Regions from separate parts of the Danio rerio genome. Here regions 1 and 3 are each linked to region 2. A link is a contact called in public HiCAR-type and HiChIP or PLAC-seq data. All regions are on one chromosome and are shown on one strand. The core of a region is the stretch at or near the end of the contact, and the rest is flanking DNA. Distances in the headings are between cores, read along the strand shown.

Region 1 (3,682 bases), core at 931-3,430, 180 kb before region 2:
TAGCACCCTTTAGCTTTAATTGTGGGGAAAACCGGGTAAATTTCAGCTTTTGTCAGCTAATTTCAGCTTTCGGGATTAAAAGGATTTTTGGGGCGGGATCAAAATCGGCCACGTAGCGCAGAACTGCAAGTGCAAAGATGACGCATCAGTTTCTCATTATTATTCATAGCGGAGTTTTCTTATCCTATGAGAAGAGCCGGCTTCTTAAATATTCATGAGAGCATGTGCTTTCCGAAGACAAAGCAGAACTGGCTGCCAGTCCCAAGCTCAGCTGTGAAATCCTACGTTGATGACTGGGTGAGACGCGTCAGCAGATCCATGGCACACAGTATTTAGCCGTTCATGAAGGCTCGTATGTATTTGTTTCCATGATCCACAGGGTTTGTTGCATGTGTTTCCCCGCGATTCTGTCAGGGCCAATACAGCAAAGTTGTGTGTGCTGCAAGCATTTTTGTCGGGAGAGCAGTACGAGAATTGGAGAATGGTGGACTTTTGTCTTTTATCAGGAGTTCGTTCACATTTAATACCGTACTGCTGTGTTCACCTAAATCCTCCTGATTACCAGCAGGTTAAAATAGACATGGCAGGGACCTGCTTCACTGAGTCTGCATTTAGACCAGGGGATTGAGGGAAAAGTCCTCATTAAGTGTTTATATGAACACGATTATCTTTATAATGATATAAATTGTGATTATGTGTGTATGAAATTACAAATGTAGCAGGGCATTAAATTACTGTTTATTTATTTGCATTTTAACTTGTGAACCGACTGACAGTTGCTCGCTCCCCTCCTTCTCCCCTGCTCTGCTGACTATGCTTACTCCTGCCCTTTGCTCGGGGAGCTCCAGCAAAGAGCATAGAATCACCAAGAGGCGACACTCTAGTGCAATATGGGAAACAGCCGCTAGATGTTGCAGCGGCCATTTTGGAATGAAAACTCCAATAGATCAACAGCACATTAGAAGTCTATAAAATAAACTATTAAAAGTGTTAATAATTGTGATAGGAAGTGTTGTATTGTCGTCTTTCAGGTTGTAGCTCCTCTTTATTGCACTTTTTAAATAAATAAATAAAAAACAAAGTAGCTGCTTGCAATCGCAGCAATAAGATCCAATGGACAGCCGATTACTTTCACTCTAAAATGGTGGAATCCGGGACTGTTGCTGGCCGCTAATGTTGCAATGGAACGTTCTATTGAGTGTCGCCTCTTGGTAATTCTAAGCTCTTTGGCTCCACGCCCACTATGATGCATCTTTTTTTTTTTTAATTCTGAGGTGGACCTGAACCGAAAGTGGGGGTGTCATGACCCTTTAAGTAATATTGCCATTTTCTGAGATTTCATTAGATGTAAGCCGCAATAATCAAAATAAAAAGAAGTAAACAGAAATATCAGTCTATGTGTAACAAATCTATTTATGAGTTTCACTTCTTTAATTGAAATACTGAAATTACAACTACAATTATTACAACTTTTTGATAACATTGTAATTCATTGAGATGCACCTGTAAATTGATGAGAACTTTATTATATACTTTACATTATACAACTTGATATTATATTTTGACCGTTTCTTGTTAAAGTAACGCTCCACTTATGTTGTATAATCTACTGCAGTACTAGTGTACAAACATTTTTCACCTTGTCACATTAGGCAAGCCTTCATCTTGTCACCAAAGATCACTGTTACTTGTGTTGGAAATTCCTAGCTCTCCATTGAAACAGGAGCTGGAACATGTTACAATGTTGTTGGCAGTTTGAAAGCAACTTTATTATGTAAAGACAACTAGTTAACAAATTAATCTATTGTTTTTCCAGAATGCAGAGTGCTCGCTGTAGAAGAAAATAAATGAATTGACCAAGCAGAAAGACATTGTTAAAATAAGTGCAAATAGCCGCTGTTGCCATTTTCACTTAGTGCAAATAGCCACTGCCCAACTGAAAACTTTTTTCACAGAATCTATTTCTCCACAGTATTCTGCTGTTCTAAGAACACAATGGCCCGACTATTTTATATCAGTTCCACTGGTGCCCAAATGTGCTGCACACTGCAGGCTCTTAAAAAAACAGCCTATTGTAGTGTTTTCTGAGTCAAATTGTTTGCATGTGATTGTCCAAATTGCTAAACAGAGACGCTATTACAGTTTTCCCTGTCGAGAATGGCAGTCTGTCTCAGCCCATGGAATCTGCAAATCATTTAAATCAACAGGAATATGGGGCTATTGGTATGAATTCAATTTTATTTTATTTGCAAATTAATTTTTAAAGGAATTTTAGGTTCTGTATCATGTTTAATACTTTTAGAGGAATTAACCATTGAACATTTCATTCAAAAATATTTTCCATATAATTGTTATTGTGTATGTGAAACTGTTATTAGTCAGGGCCAAATATGCTAATTAGCCTGTCATTTCTTAAGAACTACGTCGGTATAGTGGCGTCTTAAAGGGATAGTTCTCACAAAAAGAAAATCGAGTGTGTTGCTGTGTCGCTGGTGCTTTATTTTACACTCCAGTTAGATCTGTAAATACTTTGCATTGGTTATGATAATAATTACAATAAGTATATACCTCCAACCAACCTCGAAAGTTAAACTTACCAAGTTGCCTATATACTTTCTTAAGTTCTCTACCTGACTTCGTAAGCATAGAACATAAGTGAATTTTAGGCAGGATAACAATAACCATAATTAAATTCTGGGGCTTTGTTCAGTACATCCACGCATGTATTTCAAGTCTAAACGCAAAATTTGGGGTGACAAGCGTGACATCTGTTTTATAAAGAAAACCATGCTAGTTTGGAACATGTCCATTTTGAGGTGAACTGTCCCTTTAAACGTTTCAGCTAAAGGGGAAGTTAAATTCTTGTCGCTTTTTTGACAACACCGAATGCCATTTCCAGCTTGTGTCTGTTGTTATATCGATAAATAAATGTGCAGCGATGACTCAATAAACCGCTGATCGATCTATTTGATGCGGTGAAATGTTAGGGCTGTAGATCAAGCTAACGATGCTAAGCTAACACCAGTTGATCTGATGTGTCCCTACGTTGGGTGAATGTGTGACTCTTCACCTTTCCTGGGATTAAACATCTGCAATTTCAGCTGATACGGGATTTGTTTTTATACTCCATACTTGCATTTCAAAATTTAAGGATGGAGACGTTTGAAAGCGGTAAGGTTCCAGCTAATATGGACTGTTTATCTGTGTACGCCAGGTCGTGCACTGCAAAAAGTTGCCAGCTAACATGCTACATCTGGCCGCAGAATGCTTTTTATGTAACGATATTATGCAAGCAAATGTTATAAAGCATTGCTTTTGGATTTTGCTAAGTTGTTTGTATCATGGCCCTGGTTCTGTGCCAATGATTACTTTAGCTATGGAGCTGTTTTGGGTAAGTAATCATAGATAACGTATATACAAAGTTTCAACTTACTGATGTGAATAACGTTTAAGTAGCCACGAGAGCTTCTTGAAGTTCATATGGTGCTTTAACGGACAGGACATCTGAATAGATTAAAACAGTCTAGTGTTTTATAAGTAGGAGGGAATACCAGTAAATTAAATCAATGGCTTGTTTGTTGTGGTTACTGTTATTCATGTGATGTCTGCATTCACACTCAGCACTCACATATGACTTTATATGCCCTTAAAGTAAATACATCAGTCAGTCTACTTGCATCAA
Region 2 (3,755 bases), core at 688-3,187:
TGATGTACTACACAAACAACTCTGTTAAATCTTATGTTTTAGTGTATCATGAGGCTTTTAAAACCCAAATTTCAAGAGCTGCACTTCTTGAATGGTTGGAAGTTCACAGTGCTGGTTGGAAATTTAGTTTGGAACTTGGGGAAACACTGAATCGTTGAATTATGTTTGTGAGAAATCTCCACAACAATTTGCTAACAATGCTTAGCTCTCTCTCTCTCTCTCTCTCTCTCTCTCTCTCTCTCATATATATATATATATATATATATATATATATATATATATATATATATATATATATATATATATATCAGATAGAGTTATCAGATATTGGCATTTTAAAATTCCATGTCGATATCATTTACATGAGAAAATGAACTGTGATCAATTAAAATACAGAAATTGATATTTAAGATTTTTTCAGTCCATTTTTATGGCTCAGTACTTCAATATAACCAATTTTCTAAAACACCAATAATTATGTCATTTATCACTACAACCTAGTGTTATCGTCTACATTTAAACACTGCATCATTTAATTAATAGTATAATGTTTAGTTTATTTGGTTTGTTTTGGGTTTCGAACAGAAAATCCTGGCCCAGGTCAAAAATGTTATCAAAATGCCTTTTTTGCAATTAGCCACAGATTTGCTCCAACCAAACCATTTAAAACACCATTTAAAATCTGATAGGCTAAATATAGAAAACATTAATAATAACTGCAACTCACGTTCTGAATAGTATCTGATCTTGGCAAATGTCAGCAAAGGGTAATTTGACCATGCAACCTTATGACAGATCAGATAGGAAACCTAACACTTAGGTCAACAGTTGCATCATTAACACAAAACGCTGAGGTGTCTCAAAACCTAGCGAGACTCTTTCTTGCCAGCATTCTAGGGAAACAAAACGCCCCAAAAAACGCGGTCTAGGTAGACAGCTAGTGAGGTTTTGTGACACATCCCGTCTGCGATGAGTAAGAAGAACACAAGTGACATGGAAAGCAAAGCCTACACGGTGGCTTATAGTGGAAATTACTATAGGCGCTTGACAGTGCAAACACACGCCTACTCTATCAGCGGGAAACTGATGCATGGCCACGATTACAGTAAATTACGCTGAATAATGCCTCTTCCTATGAATATGCCATTATATATCAGAACATACAGCTCAAGGTATTCTCCCAGTGTTGCAATTGCAGCTTCGGGGTGAGTTAGATAAAACATTCACCCTCTGTAGTAAATGAAACTGTTACTAATGATTTATTACTGATAATGGAGATTGAGTTTTGTTTATGTTGAACAATTCAGGCAATGCTGGCGGTGGTCTACCTTTTTCTTCAGGTAAAAAAGCTCTGCAGATTTTAAGTGCATCGCCTGTAACGTCACGTTAATCGCATGCCTCAGAAACAAAAATAAATAATCTGATCAAAATGGCATAGTGCTAAGGTTAAACTCACCCATTGCTGCTGCTGCTGCTGCTGCTGAAGTCTACGAGAGTAAATCCATTTACTAGATCATGACAAGCACTTTACAATCCCTCAAAACTCAAGCGGTTTTTTATCGCTTTAAAATGGCGTCAGTCCTAATCTCGAGTTGGATTTCTTTTTCGGGAGGAAAGAAATGAAGAGCGGTCGATCTGCGGTCGATGGGTGAAATGCGTCTGCAGATTCAGATGAAATGTGGACTGGAGCAGAAATATGGTGTACAGTCAGTCTCAGCACTGCATTGCTTCCCTCTCAAATCCTCAGGCTCGGGGGGAGGATCGAGCCTTCCCACTGCGGAGAAAACAAATCTGCTCTTACGATCCACAGTTATGTCCAAAGTCCTGCTTTCCGTGACTCGCCGGTCGTGCGGGGCAAATATATCCAGGAGAAACGCGGACTCCGGCGTTCCCGCGGCTGAACGTGTGTTGCTTCTGGACTTCAGCGAGTGTGATGTGACTCTTGCTGGACTCCCGCAGTAGTTTTTGATGGTTGGTGTGTGTGTGTGTGCTTCTGCTCTCTGAGTCTGATCTGGGCAAACGCTCTGACTGACAGACCTGTCCTGGCTGCTGCTCGCTCACCTGCGCCATCTACCTGTGGAACAAGATATCTATCTATCTATCTATCTATCTATCTATCTATCTATCTATCTATCTATCTATCTATCTATCTATCTATCTATCTATCTATCTATCTATCTATCTATCTATCTATCTATCTATCTGTCTATCTGTCTATCTGTCTATCTGTCTGTCTGTCTTGCTAAGCGTGTTGTATACAATTTTTATGTTTTTTTATTCATTATTTATTTGTTTGTTTGTTTATATTTTCAATTTTCAGTTTTAGTTTATATGTTTAATTACAGCATATTTGTATTTTTTATGCCTTTCTGCTTAAGCCCAAAATATGTTTTTTTTTTTTTTTTAATTTCTTATCTCACTTTCCAGAATATTTGTATTTTTTTGTATTTGTATAACAGTTTTTCTGGTTTTGTGTTTGCATAGAGCAATATATTTATTTGTCTGTTCACATGTTTGCTTGATTTGTTTATTTTGTCCACTTGGAAATGTATTGCTGAAAATGTATGTTTGTTTTTGCCATTTTTCTTCAGTACAACATGTTTATTTGTTAAATCAATCAAAATTCGGTTATTTATTTATTTATTCATTATTTATTTATTTATTATATTTTTACAGTTTTCTCTGTCGCTCTGGTGCGTTTCTTACAATACTACATTCGCAAAACAGTTAATGCATTTCTCAAAACATTTAGAACAAACTGCAAAACCTAGTTGATAACCTGCAAAAGCGTGTTACTTGATCAAAATGGAAAACTCATTCCTCAAAAGCAAGTATGTCAATGAAAGTGTCAGTGTCATCAAGATGAGAGTCCTGACACCATTGTTTATGAACAAGATAGTCAAATGGCTTTGTCATGTTTTCATTATGACAGTTTACTCTGTTAATGTAAAAAAGTCAGATGTAAGAGTCAGATTTTGGTGACACATCCTGAAAATGCTGAAGAAAGCACTACACTGCCATTTGAAAACTACAGTAAAGAAGTTACACAAGTAGTTTTTCTCAGTCGCTTTGGTGCATTTATCACAACACTAGTACATTTCTGCACAACAGTTAATGCATTTTCCAAAACAATTAGTACAAACCTCAAAACCTAGTTGATAACCTGCAAAAGCACGTTACAAGCTCAAAATGAATAGTGCATTCCTCAAAAGCAAGTATTTATGTCAGTAAAAGTATCAGTGTCATCAAAATGAAAAATCCTGACACCATTGTTGATGAACAAGATAGTCAAATGACTTTGTCATGTATTCATTATGACAGTTTACTCTCTACATTTTGATGTACATTACATCTGCATGAGGACCAATCAGGATCAGCCTAATTTTTTAATTTCGCCAGACTGCTCCATTGACGTCAGATTTTGGTGAGACTTCCAGAAAATGCTCAAGACAACACTATATACTATTTGCACAGCCATTTGAAAAACTACAGTAAAGTTAGACATCACTGCATTTAGTGAGGTATCTGAGTACAAGACACGAAATATGTATGTTTACTGTAACATTTTTACTGCATATACTCTTTACAATTCTAATTTATTCACAACATTGTGCAAAAGAATAAATACATTCTTATTTACAACAAACATAAAATTTCTTTGGGTAGAGCTGTGCACAACTGTAAACAATATTGCAGCGCATATCGGAACTGAACCTACAACATACACAGACAGGTGTGTAAATCAATCATGAAAT
Region 3 (3,497 bases), core at 961-3,460, 130 kb before region 2:
AATAAAGTGGTAAAACCTTTGAACATTTCATTTTTTGCACATTCCGTTACCATGTGACGTGTGAACTTTAATAACTCAATCATATGACAGTGACTGACTGAAGGAACATTCTAGATGAAGATTCCAAATTCCTAGCATTTCAGTTCTTCCTAGACTAGATGTCTTTAAAATCTTTCTGACAAAAACTAAGCATCCCGCACTTGCTAAATTTGTAGGCTGTTACAGATAATTTAGAAATGAACACATACTAAGAAACTGACAAAAACGTTCAAAAAAGTTTCAAACCGCAACATGAATCACAAATAAAATTTACATTTAGTAAAGAAATCTTTTAAATTGTTCGATATTAGTCAACCAAAATGTCTGTACTCATCATTATGCAACACAATTTTCTGCCCTGAATCTGCAGAGTGGCTCTGACTTTAAGCAGCATCAACTCATACAGACTACAAATCTTGCAAAGTGCATTCCAGCTCTAAGCTATTTCCTTTCTTACAAGTTAAAATAAGTCTTGGAAGGAGCCATGACACAAACTCACCATGCCATTGACATGAAGATGTTGGGAAGAAGAAGCCACCAATACCAATCTCCAGCATTTGAGAAAACTGCCATCAGGAGACCAACCAAAATGCCGTTATATCCATACAGACCAGCAGCAATTGCACCTCTGAGGGAACACAACACTTAAACCTTGCTCAAACATTTAGACATTCATAATGAACCAGTTGTGTTAATACCTGTTCTGACAGAGGATGAGTGCAGAAATCGTAGCAAACACGGTTCCAACAAAACCATTGAGTGCCCACCATCTATTCTGGAGGATCAGTCCAGCAAAGATGATCAGACCACTGAGAGGGTTGTTCACAAACATCACCTGAGCCGCTCCACGCAACACCCAGTCCATAATTTGGAGCAAGATAAACTGGCCTGAACAGGGTAAACATGAGAAAGCACATAGTTGATACCAATAAAGTCTTTGCAGATGTCTGCAGAGGGCAGAGGTTTAAAGAGATATGTGTGTATGCCATGAAAAATGTCCTGCAGTGAAAACAATTACTAATAACAATAATAACCAAACAATTAATAACTGCTACTAATCTGTGTGTCTGTGAATGCATTTTGTAGTTAAGTATCAAAAGTAATCAACCATTAAATGACTAGCTTGGGTCTTTAATGCAGGATTTAGAAACACCTGTAATGCCCACAGGTTTAAAACTGTAGTTTCAATTGTTTGTAAAATTATAAACATGGTCACTAATGGCCGGACAACACAGTAAGAGCAGTTCACATCAATTCTCAATGATGTCTGTTTTTTTTTTTACTATAGTTATTTACACATTGCAGCAGTTATAGATCCATTTATTAGAAAAACATTTAAGCATTTAAGAGTTAAAAAAAATCATGATAAAAAGACTGCATATATTTCCGTCTTAGAAAGAGTATGTTTTTAATTAGGTGTGGATCACACATTATTAAATGTATGACGTTTAACATATTTCCACTTGTTTACAAAGTACAAAAGTTGAAAAAGAAAGTGTTAAAGCTGCATTTTTATCTTTAAGATAAAGAAAACAGGAATGCTTAGGCTTTTCCATTGTCAATCTAAACGTAAAGTAGACTTGCAAACACTCTTCTGCCAACTATTCACTGCAGAATTAATGCTCTTGTTGTTTTTTTCAAGCTTGGCTCTTGATCGAGCTTCAATTAAGCTTAAACTCCTGTACCTTTCATCCATTCTCCGAACGCAGCCATGTCTCCAGAAATAAACGAGACCCATTTTATGAGATTTGCTTTAAACCTCTGGCCCGAATTGATCTTCTCGAGTCCCTGCTGTTTCTTCTCATCTGTAATTTTGTGGACTGGATTTGCCATGAGTGGTTGCAGCTCCTGTAAATGTTCACAGACACAAACACTTAATATTCTTTGCAGGGATCCGTCTGTGTTCTGCCTCCTGGAATTTTTCAAAAGACAAGAGAACAGGAAAAATCTCACCTTTGTGTTTTGAGCACTGGAATATTGTGTAGAAGTAGACGTTTTGCAGAGATGTGTGACATTCAGCGGGTCACTTTTCTATTAAAACATTGACTTTATTCAATTTAATTCAAGTTTTGATACTATCATACTCAATTGACATAACATTCAGAGAGAGAGAAAAAAGGAGTGTATCTACCTTCGTTAGATGTGTTCCAGGCATATATGAGGCCAGTTACAGAAAGAATCAATGAAGTCCATGAAGCCACAGATCTGATGGTTTTATAGTGCCGGTCTGTTTGCGTTGCTCCACCTCTATTCATGCAGTTCAAATCTTACTTTGCATTCCTCTGACTTAGTTTGGTCCTATTCTAAGTTGCTTGAGCAGGTTTCTGCTAATCACTTTGCTTTTTCATTCTGATAAGCTGTTAAAAAGCATTAAAAAATGTTCTATGGTTTTTGAAACTTTGTATGCAATTACCAAATAACTGTAACACGTTCTTCTCAAAATTAAAAAAAAAAAAGCAGATAACATAGACTGCATATGGATTAACATTTTAGTACTTGAATTAGTAGTCAATTATTTGAGTTGGAAAAACACAAAAGGGCCTCTGTTCTACGAATCCATTAGTAAAACAAAACTGTGTCAAACAGTAGACCTGTTACTCTGTTCTTTTTATATTTGTGGTACATTTAAATGTTCTGGAAGATTGTTTACCATTTATTAAGCATTAGCAAATATTGAATTCATCTGTTAAGCTATAACTCTACATTAATAAATGTTAGTAAGCAGTTTATAACTGCAGCTACAAATGCTCTATTCTTGACTTATAACCACATTTATAATGTAGCTAATAATGTTACTTTCATACTTAGTTAATGATTTATTTTTTATTACTAAATGAAGTATTGCATTATTTACAAACCAGTTATTTAAGCATAGTTGGTTGTTTTTAAGATTCAGAATAAGTTAGTAAATGATTTATAAACTATTGAAATTAACATTTATAATTCTTATTATTATTGAGGCACATTATAAATGTGGTTGTAAGTCAAGAGTACAACATTTGTAGCTGCAATTATAAACTGCGTACGTTTGTTAAAGTAGAGTTAATGCTTAACAGATAATGAATTCACTAGATGCTAATGCGTAGTAAATGATTCATAGTGTGTAGTCAGGGCCAGCGCTTCCATAGAGGCGACCTAGGCGGCCGCCTAGGGCGGCAAAATAGAGAGGGCGGCGTCCCCGAAACTACCCGCGCCCACATCCGCGTCTAGGGTGGCAGAATAGAGAGAGCGGCGTCCCCGAAACTATCCACGCCACCCGCGCCCACAATTATATCCGCGTCTAGAGTGGCAGAATATAGAGAGCGGCGTCCCCGAAACTACCCTCGCCACCCGCGCCTCAGTTATTTCCGCGTCTAGCGCGGCAGAATAGAGAGGGTGGCGTCCCCTAAACTACCCTCGCCACCCGCGCCTCAGTTATATCCGCGTCTAGGGCGGCAGAATAGAGAGGGCGGAGTCCC

What was found. HiCAR-type assays count read pairs that join an accessible place to other places. HiChIP or PLAC-seq counts read pairs in DNA pulled down with a chosen protein or histone mark.
Region 1: a contact with region 2 is called in an H3K4me3 HiChIP or PLAC-seq map of gastrula embryo, with 3 times the contacts expected there. The contact joins the promoter of lnpep here to the promoter of setbp1 in region 2. A contact is called at or near these places in 3 of 4 datasets of contacts at active chromatin or transcription factors (caudal fin, embryo and gastrula embryo).
Region 3: a contact with region 2 is called in a HiCAR-type map of caudal fin, with 6 times the contacts expected there. The contact joins the promoter of slc14a2 here to the promoter of setbp1 in region 2. A contact is called at or near these places in 6 of 18 Hi-C or Micro-C datasets (caudal fin, embryo, fibroblasts and 1 more) and 3 of 4 datasets of contacts at active chromatin or transcription factors (caudal fin, embryo and gastrula embryo).

What each region holds. Positions count from the first base shown.
Region 1 is chr5:56,329,981-56,333,662 of GRCz12tu, reverse strand. lnpep (leucyl/cystinyl aminopeptidase) reads left to right here and starts at 2,180. Exons shown (of 18, transcript NM_199621.1): 1 at 2,180-2,223.
Region 2 is chr5:56,146,917-56,150,671 of GRCz12tu, reverse strand. setbp1 (SET binding protein 1) reads right to left here and starts at 1,937. Exons shown (of 4, transcript XM_005165675.6): 1 at 1,457-1,937.
Region 3 is chr5:56,277,569-56,281,065 of GRCz12tu, reverse strand. slc14a2 (solute carrier family 14 member 2) reads right to left here and starts at 2,210. Exons shown (of 10, transcript NM_001020519.1): 1 at 2,171-2,210; 2 at 1,993-2,070; 3 at 1,725-1,887; 4 at 738-927; 5 at 539-667. The coding sequence starts at 2,194.